Linked DNA regions of Rattus norvegicus: region 2 is linked to region 1. A link is a contact called in public Hi-C data. All regions are on one chromosome and are shown on one strand. Each heading gives the region's core, a stretch centred on a gene start, on an enhancer-like site or on the middle of the called end of the contact. The rest is flanking DNA. Distances are from core to core; before and after follow the strand shown. Region 1 has its middle 21 kb from the start of Tmco5a. Region 2 has its middle 92 kb from the start of Rasgrp1.

Region 1 (5,078 bases), core at 1,858-4,357:
CTACCAAGAACTATCAATGCCTAGAGTTAGAATGACTCTAATCCACAGACTATGTGGCCCAAGTTTTACCCCCTATGTCCTTAAACTTATACACCTTGAATTAGGACTTGCCATTTTGATAATTCCCTGAATAGATATTGCTCCACAACTCTACATACATTAAAATAAACAGAGGGTTAAATGGACCCAAAGCTCTTTCACTTGGTGGAGACAGAGGAGATAAACATGCTCATCCCACTGCAACTCCTCTTTAAGGAAGCTATCCTCTTCTGCCCGACACATGGCAAATTTTAACATAGGCTTCTGCCTGGGACACTTGAATCTTCTCTCAGATTGTATTTTCCATATAAGAAACCGAAGTTTGGACACTGGAATGTCAACAGTCACCTATAATTTAAGTACATAGGAGGTAGAGGCAAGAGAATCAGAATTCAAAGTCATCATGGGCTACAGAGTGAGTTTAAGGCCAGCTGGGCTACAGGAGACCTTGTCTTGAGGGGAAAAAGTCTGGGAGTTTAATGTTAGATGACCTGACTTTGTTCATTCTGCATTCCTGCAGTCCCAGTGTCTTCCATAACACTCAGATCCTCACAGCAGATGCGATGTTCATGACTGTGGCTGTGATTTATGGGCTACCAGTTACATACCAGACAATGTTCTGGGGTGTTGTTGTTGTTGTTGTTGTTTGTTTGTTTGTTTGTTTGTTTGTGCAACACTGAATTAAATGTCATCTTCCAAGGTCAATGTTACTCTGCCCAATTTATAAGCAAGACTTTTGCTGAAAACAGATAATGCTGATTGCAAAGGTTTTGACTTGAAATTCTGGGATCCAGGTTTGGCTCTCACTCTACAGCTTGGCTCCTAAACCTCTCTATTGCTTCTGAAAATAGGTTGGGACATACCTCCAAGGAAAGGAAATGTTTTCTTACTTCTACAGGAAGACCCCAGCCTTGGCTATACTTACATATAACATAGGTACCAAAGAGACTTGGGGACTAACTGTATTGTCATAGATCTGGGAAAAATTTAGAGGCTTTTCTTTCCAGAACAATTCCCCAGAGTTTAATTGTGAGGTGGAATAGAATGGTAGTGTTAATTTTTAAATTATTTTTCCATCATTGTATAATTGGATTTCGTGTTTTAAAGAAAACTGAATCTAAATGATTGGACTTACATAATTTTGGGTATCACACAAAATATGTGATCTCTAAATGACCACCTAACACGGTCTCAGCTGCTTGAAAGTCTGGGATCTGGAATCTGCATCTCACATCAGTAGCCCACTGGCCTTTTGTCTCACTTTATTTAAAAAAAAAATCTTCTGCAGAGGGGAGCTTCACATTGTGTCCCCAAAATGTCCCTCCAGATCATCACCAACCATTTCCAAACACAAAAAGCTAAGCTAACCGAGAGGAATGTTTGGAAATACTGATATCTACATCTGTTTTCTGTTTGAGGGAGACATGATCTTATATAGCACAGGCTAGTAGCAAAGTCACTATTAGTCAAGGATAGCTTTAATTGAATTCTCTCTTGCTCTTCCTCTACCTCTACCCCCCTCCTTCCTCTCCCCTCTCCCCCTCCCTCTCCCTCTCCCTCTCCCCCTCCCTCTCCCTCTCCCCCTCTCCCTCTCCCCCTCCCTCTCCCTCTCCCTCTCTGTCTCTCTCTCTCTCTTTCTCTCTCTCTCTCCCTCCCTCCCTCCCTTTCCCTCTCCCCCTCTCCCTCTCCCCCTCCCTTTCCCTCTCCCTCTCTGTCTCTCTCTCTCTTTTTCTCTCTCTCTCTCCCTCCCCCTCCCCTTCCCCCTCCCCCTCCCCCTCTCCCTCTCTGAGACAAGGTTTCTCTGTGTATCTCTGGCTGTCCTAGGACTGACTATGTAGACCAGGCTATCCTCAAACTCAGAGATTCCCTGGCTCTGCCTCCCAAGAACTATCACTTCAGCATCTCATTAAAGGAAGATATAAGGACATCCATTTCCTTATGAGTCCCCAGACTTCTTGGGCTGTGCTTGTGTCTTGATTTAAGTACTTGTAAAACCCTTTTGTTTGGGGCTGGGGAGGCCTGCACAGAGAGAAGGAACACTGACCTGTGCTGTGCTGGGTGCTGGATGGAGCAACGTCAGCAGTGGCTCCTGTACCTCCACTGCTTTGTGATCAACTCCCAACATCTACACACCAAGCAATTTTAAAAAGCTTGAAGGTACATGAGGGTGCAGTGGTGCAAGAGACTGAGGCAGGAGCATCACCAGGAGCTTGAGGGCAGCCTGTACTTTCCTGAAAGTTCCAGGCAAGCCTTGGTTACAAGTGAGACCCTATCTCAAAGAAAGGGACTGGGGTGGGGAGGGGGCAGGATAGAGGGGCCTTCCGGCAGTGACATAGGACCTGCTGCATATGGAAGGCCCCTAACTGACACTCCTCCAACACTCCCTGGACTTGAGCTACAGGCCGAAGAGTTGTCCACACTGTCCATTCTTTCCTCCTCCTCACCCTCCTCCTCTCCTCCTCTTCCTCTCCTCCTCCTCTCCTCCTCTTCCTCCTCCTCCTTCTCCTCCCCCATCCTCCCCTCCTCCTCCCCTTCCTCCTCCTCGTCGTCGTCGTCCTCCTCCTCCTCCTTCTCCTCCTCCTCCTCTTCCTCTCCTCCTCCTCTCCTCCTCTTCCTCCTCCTCCTTCTCCTCCTCCCCTCCTCCCCTCCTCCTCCTCTCCCTTCTCCTCTTCCTCCTCTTCCTCCTCCTCCTCCTCCCATGAGTCAGGAAAGATTCCATCTTGCTTTCCCTCTCCACCGGGATGAACTACAAGGTTTGCTCAATTTCTTTTGTGTTCTGGAATCATTTTACTTCTATTCCTTTCTACTGACTCACCCTGTATCCCTTAGGCAATAAAGGTCAGAAGGTCGCCTGAGTGACAGTCAAACCCGACTCCCTCAATGGAAAAGCCCTGTGGTTAATGCACAGGGTACATGTGATTTGCAGGGCATCTTACGCCCAGATACCCAGATGCCTCTGGTTTCTTCCGCCGTCATCTTCCTGCAGTTCAGTCGCGCATTTTGTAGAGGAAGAAGATCCTCGTGAGCCCGGCAGTACATAGCACTGCTGCAAAACTTATTTTTATTACTAGGTGTCTCTGCAGTGACTCAGAAGACATGTAAGAAATAAATGAGAACACAGGAAAGGCAGATGATTCCTGTTATGCAACTTGAGGAAGGCTGTACCCACTTCTTCCACACGGTGGCGCAAGCTCCCTAAAAACTGGTCTCAAAGCAGAAAAGGAACCGTTCTCACTAATCCTGAATGGAAAAAAGTCCCTGTCCACAACCCACTTCTGACCCGGGAATCAGAACTCACTGGTTCAGTCTGAAAACCCTGCCGCACCATAAGGTGGAATGGGTGAAATCCTGAACCAGAGTTCAAAGCCTATGAGAAATCAGGTAGCTTGCAGATCCTGCCAGAAATGCAAAGTAAGGCTCGCCTTTGGGTTCTTGCTAGTGCAATGAGTGGAAGGGAGCAAAACAAGTGATTGCCGGGTATGGCTGCATTGAAGAAACAGGCTTCAATGTGGGTACCTTCCAAGGCTAGGGCTCAAGACTCCCTGGCTGTGGCGACTCTGAGGGGACATAAAGCTCTTCTTTAAATGTTTACAAAGCTTAGAGGAATGTCATTAAGAGTGTTAAATTAGAGTCTGGAGAGATGGCTCAGTGGAGAGGAGGCTTACTGCTGGGTAAGGTGAGGACCCAGTTTAGTACTCAACACCTATATATAGTAGTTCACAAAAGTCTATAACTCCATTTCCTCTTGTGACCTCTATAGGTTCCTGCATACACAAAGAGCACTTATACTCACACTGGCTAATACAAGGCACATAAATTACACACACACACACACACACACACACACACACACACACACACTCACACACGCGCACTTTAAGACAAAATAATGCTAAAGTGAGACCGGAGGGGGTGTAGACAGTTCAGTCCTGCTCTGCTTTTCTCAAGCACGAGTACAGGAGTATGTCCCCTGAATCTCCATTCAGAAGCTGGGTGTGTTGACGCTGTTGGGTACTTGGTACTTGTGATCCCAGCTCTAGGGACGCAGAAACAGTAGGACCCCTGAGCCAATTGGCAGGCAATTGGTTCTACTTAGTATCTTCTATTGTTGCTTGAGCACCAAATTTCCTTTGTGTGTATGTGTGTGCATGTGTACATGTGGAGGTCAGAGAACACTGCCAGGGGTTGACTCTGTTACTCTTCATTGCTGAGGTAAAGCACCATATCCAAAGGTCATTTCTAGAAGGGAGAGTTTATTTGGGCTTATGGTTCCGGGAGAGAGTCCTTGGTGGCAGAAGAGGCATGGCAGCAGGTGGCAGCAGGAAGTTGGTAGGACACATTTCCATCCACATGTACATCCTACTGATAATACTTCTCCCATTAAGACTAGACTTCCTAAAGGTTCCATAACTCCCCCAAACAGTACCACCAACTGGGGATTAAGTACTCAAATATTTGAGCCTATAGGGGCTGTTCTTCTAATCGCCATAAATGTCTTTCCTCAGGAGCTGTTATCAATAGTTTTGTTTTGTTTTGTTTTTGTTTTGGGGTGTTTTTTGTTTTTTTGGTTTGTTTTTTTTTGTTTGTTTGTTTTTTGTTTTTTTTAAGACAAGGTCCCTTCCTGACCTGGGATTCACCAATATCTCACTCTAGCTGAGAAGAAAAGTGAGTGCCACAAGCAGTTCCTTTTGGATTGAGCAGAAAACCAGCTTACACACACACATACATCCATACAAACTCACAGACACATACATACATGCAAATACACACTCATATACATGCATGCACACACACAGGCACAGGCATGTGTACACACGTACTTACAAGATGGTCACAGACACAAGTTTAAAGTGCCAGCCTTGAAGCCAGGATATTATCATAAACCAAGGCACTGAAGAAGTTGGAATAGGTAAGAAAAAGACTAGAATTACGGTCTTGCCAAGACCCTGATTTAAGCCTCGTAATACTGATTTTGGACTTATACACTTCAAAACTGCAAAATACACTCTGTCATTCCCATCCATCAAGCTTAATGTTAC
Region 2 (5,078 bases), core at 1,934-4,433, 570 kb after region 1:
CAGGGCGCTGCCACAACCTTTTTCACATCCTGTGGATTTGCAGGTTTGGAGTCTGAAAAGCCAATTTTCATTTTAATCCTGTTTGAGCCCATCTCGTTAATCAGCCATGGCCTCCTTTTCACACCTGCCTTGGGACACAAAGAGGGACCGGTTATGAGCTGTTAATTAGCTATTAGGGACTGGGGCACTTCCAAAGGGTCATTATTCACTCCGTTTGAGGCTAATACTTATTTAATTAGAGCTGTTCCTTTCCTCTCATAAATCCCTAGTTAAAATAAATTCAGTTCAAAATGTCTGCCCAGTTTACAAGAGATGAGTGATTAAAAGGGAATTTAAATTCTGCTGATTGTTTTTTGTGTGACAAATGTTTGAGCAAATGCTACAGTCCTGCCAAGCCAAGCAGAGTAAGGTGGGGGAAGCAGAGAGAGAGAGAGAGAGAGAGAGAGAGAGAGAGAGAGAGAGAGAGAGAGAGAGAGAGAGAGAGAGTGTGTTTGCAACACATCTGTTGCACACTCATACCTGGAGAGTGTTCTCAAGACCCAAAACTGCACTCCTGTAGATTATTTCTCCATCTTGTATGCTTTAGTCTTCAGAAAAGCTTTGGTAAGTGCTTTTCTACACTATAGAGTCAGGAGGAGTTTGTAAGGATGGGAAAAGAGCAACTTCATCCTTATAGATGCTTAGATGCTGTCCACAAAACTTAGAACGAGCTTATTCTAACTCAAACTAGGATCACATGCTTGGTCCCTATATTGCTCTTCTGTCTGTCTGTCTATCTGTCTCTCACACACACAAACACATGCACACACACATGTGCACATATGACAATGACAATTTTGGACTTCCACACAGCATAGGCAATCACACAGCAGGCATATATCTCGATGGCAGCTGAGTTCTGAGAAGGACCATTACAAGCTCCATGTGGAACCCTTAAAGGTCCTTCCTCAAAGCTACTCAATGCCATGTCCACTGCCCTGGTTGTCCAAAATAGGCCACAAAGACAGCAAACATTAAAGAGAAAGGGACTTGATATCTGCTGTCAGTGGTCTCCCAGTGACAAAGAGTGTGCCCATCTTCAAGATACCACACTGAATCCACTACAAGTCGAACCTGCATTTTGTTTGCTGACCGACTGTGGGATGCCTCTGGACCATCATTCAAGATATGAAAACATGATAGTAGGGTTCTGTAGACACCAAACATGACAGATCCCAGCATCAGGTGAGGATACTGAAACATCTGTTCACACTCACATGCAACTTACATGCTTATGAGGAGGAAGCCCCTCCTTCAGGTTGGCACACTTGACGCCTTACTGAAGTCACTAGGTGATCCTACATTATTCTCATCTTTCTTCCACGGCATTCCCCAGCATTGGCTTCATCTTAAGCATGGATCCTCTCTTCATGGCCTGAGGGCTGGCTGTCAGCAGTCATCGCGATCACTTTTTCCTCATGAATAAACCCGAGAGATCCATCATCTGTGAGCTCCATCCTCCCTCTCTGTCTTTTTGTCTCTCTGTCTCTCTTTCTGTCTCTCTGTATCTCTCTCACCTTCCTCCCCTTAGGCAGGATCTTTTACATAGCCCAGGCTGCTTCTATATTAACCCAGTTTGTGGCTCTTTCTTTTAAAAAAAGAAAAAGAAATTTTTGGACATTCTATCAAATATCTCATTTAGTTCTATTGGCCAGAATAAGGTCATATATTTATTTCTGAACCAATAACTGCTGAAAAAAAATGGAGTCTTTCTTTGAGAGACAGGGGCAATATAGCTCTCTCTCTCTCTCTCTCTCTCTCTCTCTCTTTCACACACACACACACACACACACACACACACACACACACACACACGCTTGGCGAGAGTGCTCTTCTGTGGTCAGAGCAGAATGTCTCTGGGGGCTCGTCTGTCTCCATGGAGCCAGGATGGCAGCATGCGGTGCTGCTGTTCTGGATGCAAAGGTACCAGGCTGTATCCTATACCAACGGCTCGGCCTTGATAACACACCTACAGGTGCCATTCTAGAGACCGTGTAGGCTATATTTAGGAATATATATGCACATACATATATACATATAACAACAATAATGCAAAAAGAGGCCATGAATTTGAAAGAGAACAAGGAGGGGAAATGGGAAGGTTAGACAGGGGGAAAAGATATATTTTATTTTAATCTAAAAAATAAAAGAAATAATAATAAAAAGGGTAATAAGCAAAATGCTCAAAGAAAGGAGCCATTGCTTCAGTGCTTAAGAACAAATAGATGCAGGTGTTTCCCCACCAGATGTGGGTTGTTTCAGCAATCCCGGAGCAAATGGGCCATGAAGTGTAGAAGCCTTTACAGGCAGATCATGAAGGAAGCTGACAGCCTAGGCTGTCAGTTTTCATGACTACTTTGAAGAAGCAGGGTGGTGAGAGAACCAGTGAGACACACGTACAGACAGAGAGACCGAGAGAGGAAGAGAGAGAGATAGAGAGAGACAAACAGAGACACGCACAGAGAGAATGTGTGCGAGTGTATGTGTGTGTGTGTGTGTGTGTGTGTGTGTGTGTGTGTATCAGATTCCTGTGTATGTTTCCTTCCTCACAACATGCTTTCAGAAGTGAAACCGGGCTATGAAGACCGCCAGGCAGCTCTGCCAGGCAGTGCTGAGAAGGTAGGACACTGCCTGGGAGTGAGAACAGTATGCATGAACACTGGGAAGCAGGTGTGGGAACAGGCGGCCCACCCACATGCCTTTGCCTGATGGCACATTGGGCCATGAGTTGATGGCCTCACACCCTCCACACATCGTCCTGGTCTCTGAGTCAGCACCAGCTAGCTCTGAGCCCAGGCACCCAACCAGAGGGACCAGAATGCAATTCTTTTTGACTCTTAGTATTTCCCTCCTACAGCCAAAATACTCTTTTGTTAGCCACCTCCCCCTGCCACCACCAAATATAAACCAAAACTGGTATGGCCTTTACATCAGATAAGTTTGAATAACAACTAAAGTGAAAAGTCCTAAGAGAGAGAAAAATTCTTCATCCAGGAACCATTTGATCTAGACTCTTTTCACGTTCATTTTCTTAGCCCTTAGTACCAGTGCATCAGACGCCCTTCAAGAGGTAAATTTACTGGGCAATGTCTTCTTCAACGGTGGAAAACAACTTCAAACAGCAGTGAAGAGCTGCAAAGCACCAATGAAAAAATTTTCCTCTAACTTTGACTGTAGCACACACAATCTAGACCGACAACATGACCTAAGTCTTCCTGTTGCAAATGGCTGGGACCATTTGTACTGGATTCGGAGGTTACTCATACTGAAGTGGCTGCTATAGTCAGATTGGCTTGCAGCAAAAGAGAAAGAAATCATGGTGACTAAGAGTCAGTCACCACAGACCGTACCTGTGTCCCTTCCACAGTCACACAAGGTAGTTGTTTCTCTGTCAATAGATGAAAACAGCTGTTTATGTCAAGTGGGAAGAGGCCAAAACAATTTCAGAGCTCCCCTCACCGTGTGTGTGTGTGTGTGTGTGTGTGTGTGTGTGTGTGTGTGTGTGTGTGTGTGAGAGAGAGAGAGAGAGAGAGAGAGAGAGAGAGAGAGCACAGTACTTTTCTTTATTCTTACTTAGTATCTTGAATAAAGTTAAGCCAATCATAAACTAGGCACTGGGAGTTTTTGTGCTGGCTCTGCCTTTCCCAAATAGCACGGTTCCTGATAAATGCAACTTCCTGTCTTGGTTTGAATTTCGAGGCTAAGGAATGTCCTGAAGTGTCAAATTACTTCAGCTATTTTGCATATCCTACCTGATGCTCACTAAGCTTTCTCCTGACCATTAGTTCTACTAAAGGGATGCAGCTCAGGAAGACTCTCATGCATATATCATGGGTGAAGGGAGAGCCTCCTCCTTTCCTCCTTCCTTGGCTGGGAGGAAATCTGCTCAGCAACCGTGGAAACAGCCATTGAGGGTGCATTCTCTCACCAAACAATCTGCAACAAGACGTTCTTGTTGCTTCCACCCCACAGATCATGTGTGAACTCTACATAGGTTTAAAATGAATGAGCGTGTTTTTTTTTGGAATTGAGGTATTATGAAACCTTACATGGATCCCTAGGAACAACTTTGTCTTCTGCAAAAGGCAGTGCATAAATGAAGTCTTGCTGTTGTAATCTGGCTGTTGACAATCTGTGAGAGTTAGAGTGCCAGTCAGGCAAGTGAGAGACTCATTGACAGGCCTCTTAGAGATGGTGGGTCTTGATTTTTGGTAAGGAGGGGAAGTTGTAGGCGTGGCATAGATGTTTGAGATGTGTGTGTGTGTGTGTGTGTGTGTGTGTGTGTGTGTGTGTGTGTGTGTGTGGTTTGATGGGTTGAAACTAAAAGGTAGCTGGAAATGGGTAGGATAAGTTAAACTATCTTAATCGAGGTAACTAAGTTCAGTTGGCACTTTTCTCAATGATTGATGAAGAAGGGCTCCCCCCACTGGGTAGTAACACCCCTGAGATGCATGGGAGAGCAACCTGAGAAAGCCAGGGGGCCCAAGCCAGTAAGCAGCACTTCTCTGGTTCGTCTTCAGTTCCTGCCTCCAGGATCCTGCCCTGACTTTCCCTGGATGTGGACTACAAGTTATAAGATGAAATAAACCCCTTTCTTCTAAAGCTGCTTTTTGATTATGGTGTTTTCTTACACCAAGAGAAAACTCTATGGCACAAGCCATAGGATTTCACCAATGTCAATTACAAACTGAGCAAAACAAGTTTTTGGTGATGGAAGGCAGAAAGTGGGTTCTCTGGAGAGGAAGAAGGAAGAAATGGCTAGAAAAGGTATGGGGTGTTTCTGGAATGGTGCTAACGTCTCTTCTTTTGTTAGAGATTAGGGCATATGGGTGTATACTTCTTAAAGCTCACCAATTTCACCAGTGACCTGTGTATTTGACTGATTATCAGTTATATATTGACATAAAGAAACTCAGACGTTTTCCATACAGTATTAAATCACCCTTATTTCTTCAAAATGTCATTCATCCAACTTGAGGTATTTATTAAAAGCAAACAAAAGTGTCACAAGTGTAGATGAAGAACACCTGTCCATTTTC

Evidence for each region. Hi-C and Micro-C count contacts between places; a contact is called where the count stands out from the background.
Region 2: a contact with region 1 is called in a Hi-C map of mammary epithelial cells, with 3 times the contacts expected there. The contact joins two enhancer-like sites. A contact is called at or near these places in 4 of 12 Hi-C or Micro-C datasets (the Rat2 cell line, liver, mammary epithelial cells and 1 more).

Annotation. Positions count from the first base shown.
Region 1 is chr3:124,205,049-124,210,126 of GRCr8, forward strand. No RefSeq gene overlaps it. Among named protein-coding and RNA genes, the nearest start is that of Tmco5a, 21 kb to the left of the region's middle. Within about 2 kb of position 3,108, at least 38 of the 93 cell types and tissues checked have an H3K27ac peak or open chromatin away from gene starts, as enhancers often do.
Region 2 is chr3:124,773,613-124,778,690 of GRCr8, forward strand. No RefSeq gene overlaps it. Among named protein-coding and RNA genes, the nearest start is that of Rasgrp1, 92 kb to the left of the region's middle. Within about 2 kb of position 3,184, at least 4 of the 93 cell types and tissues checked have an H3K27ac peak or open chromatin away from gene starts, as enhancers often do.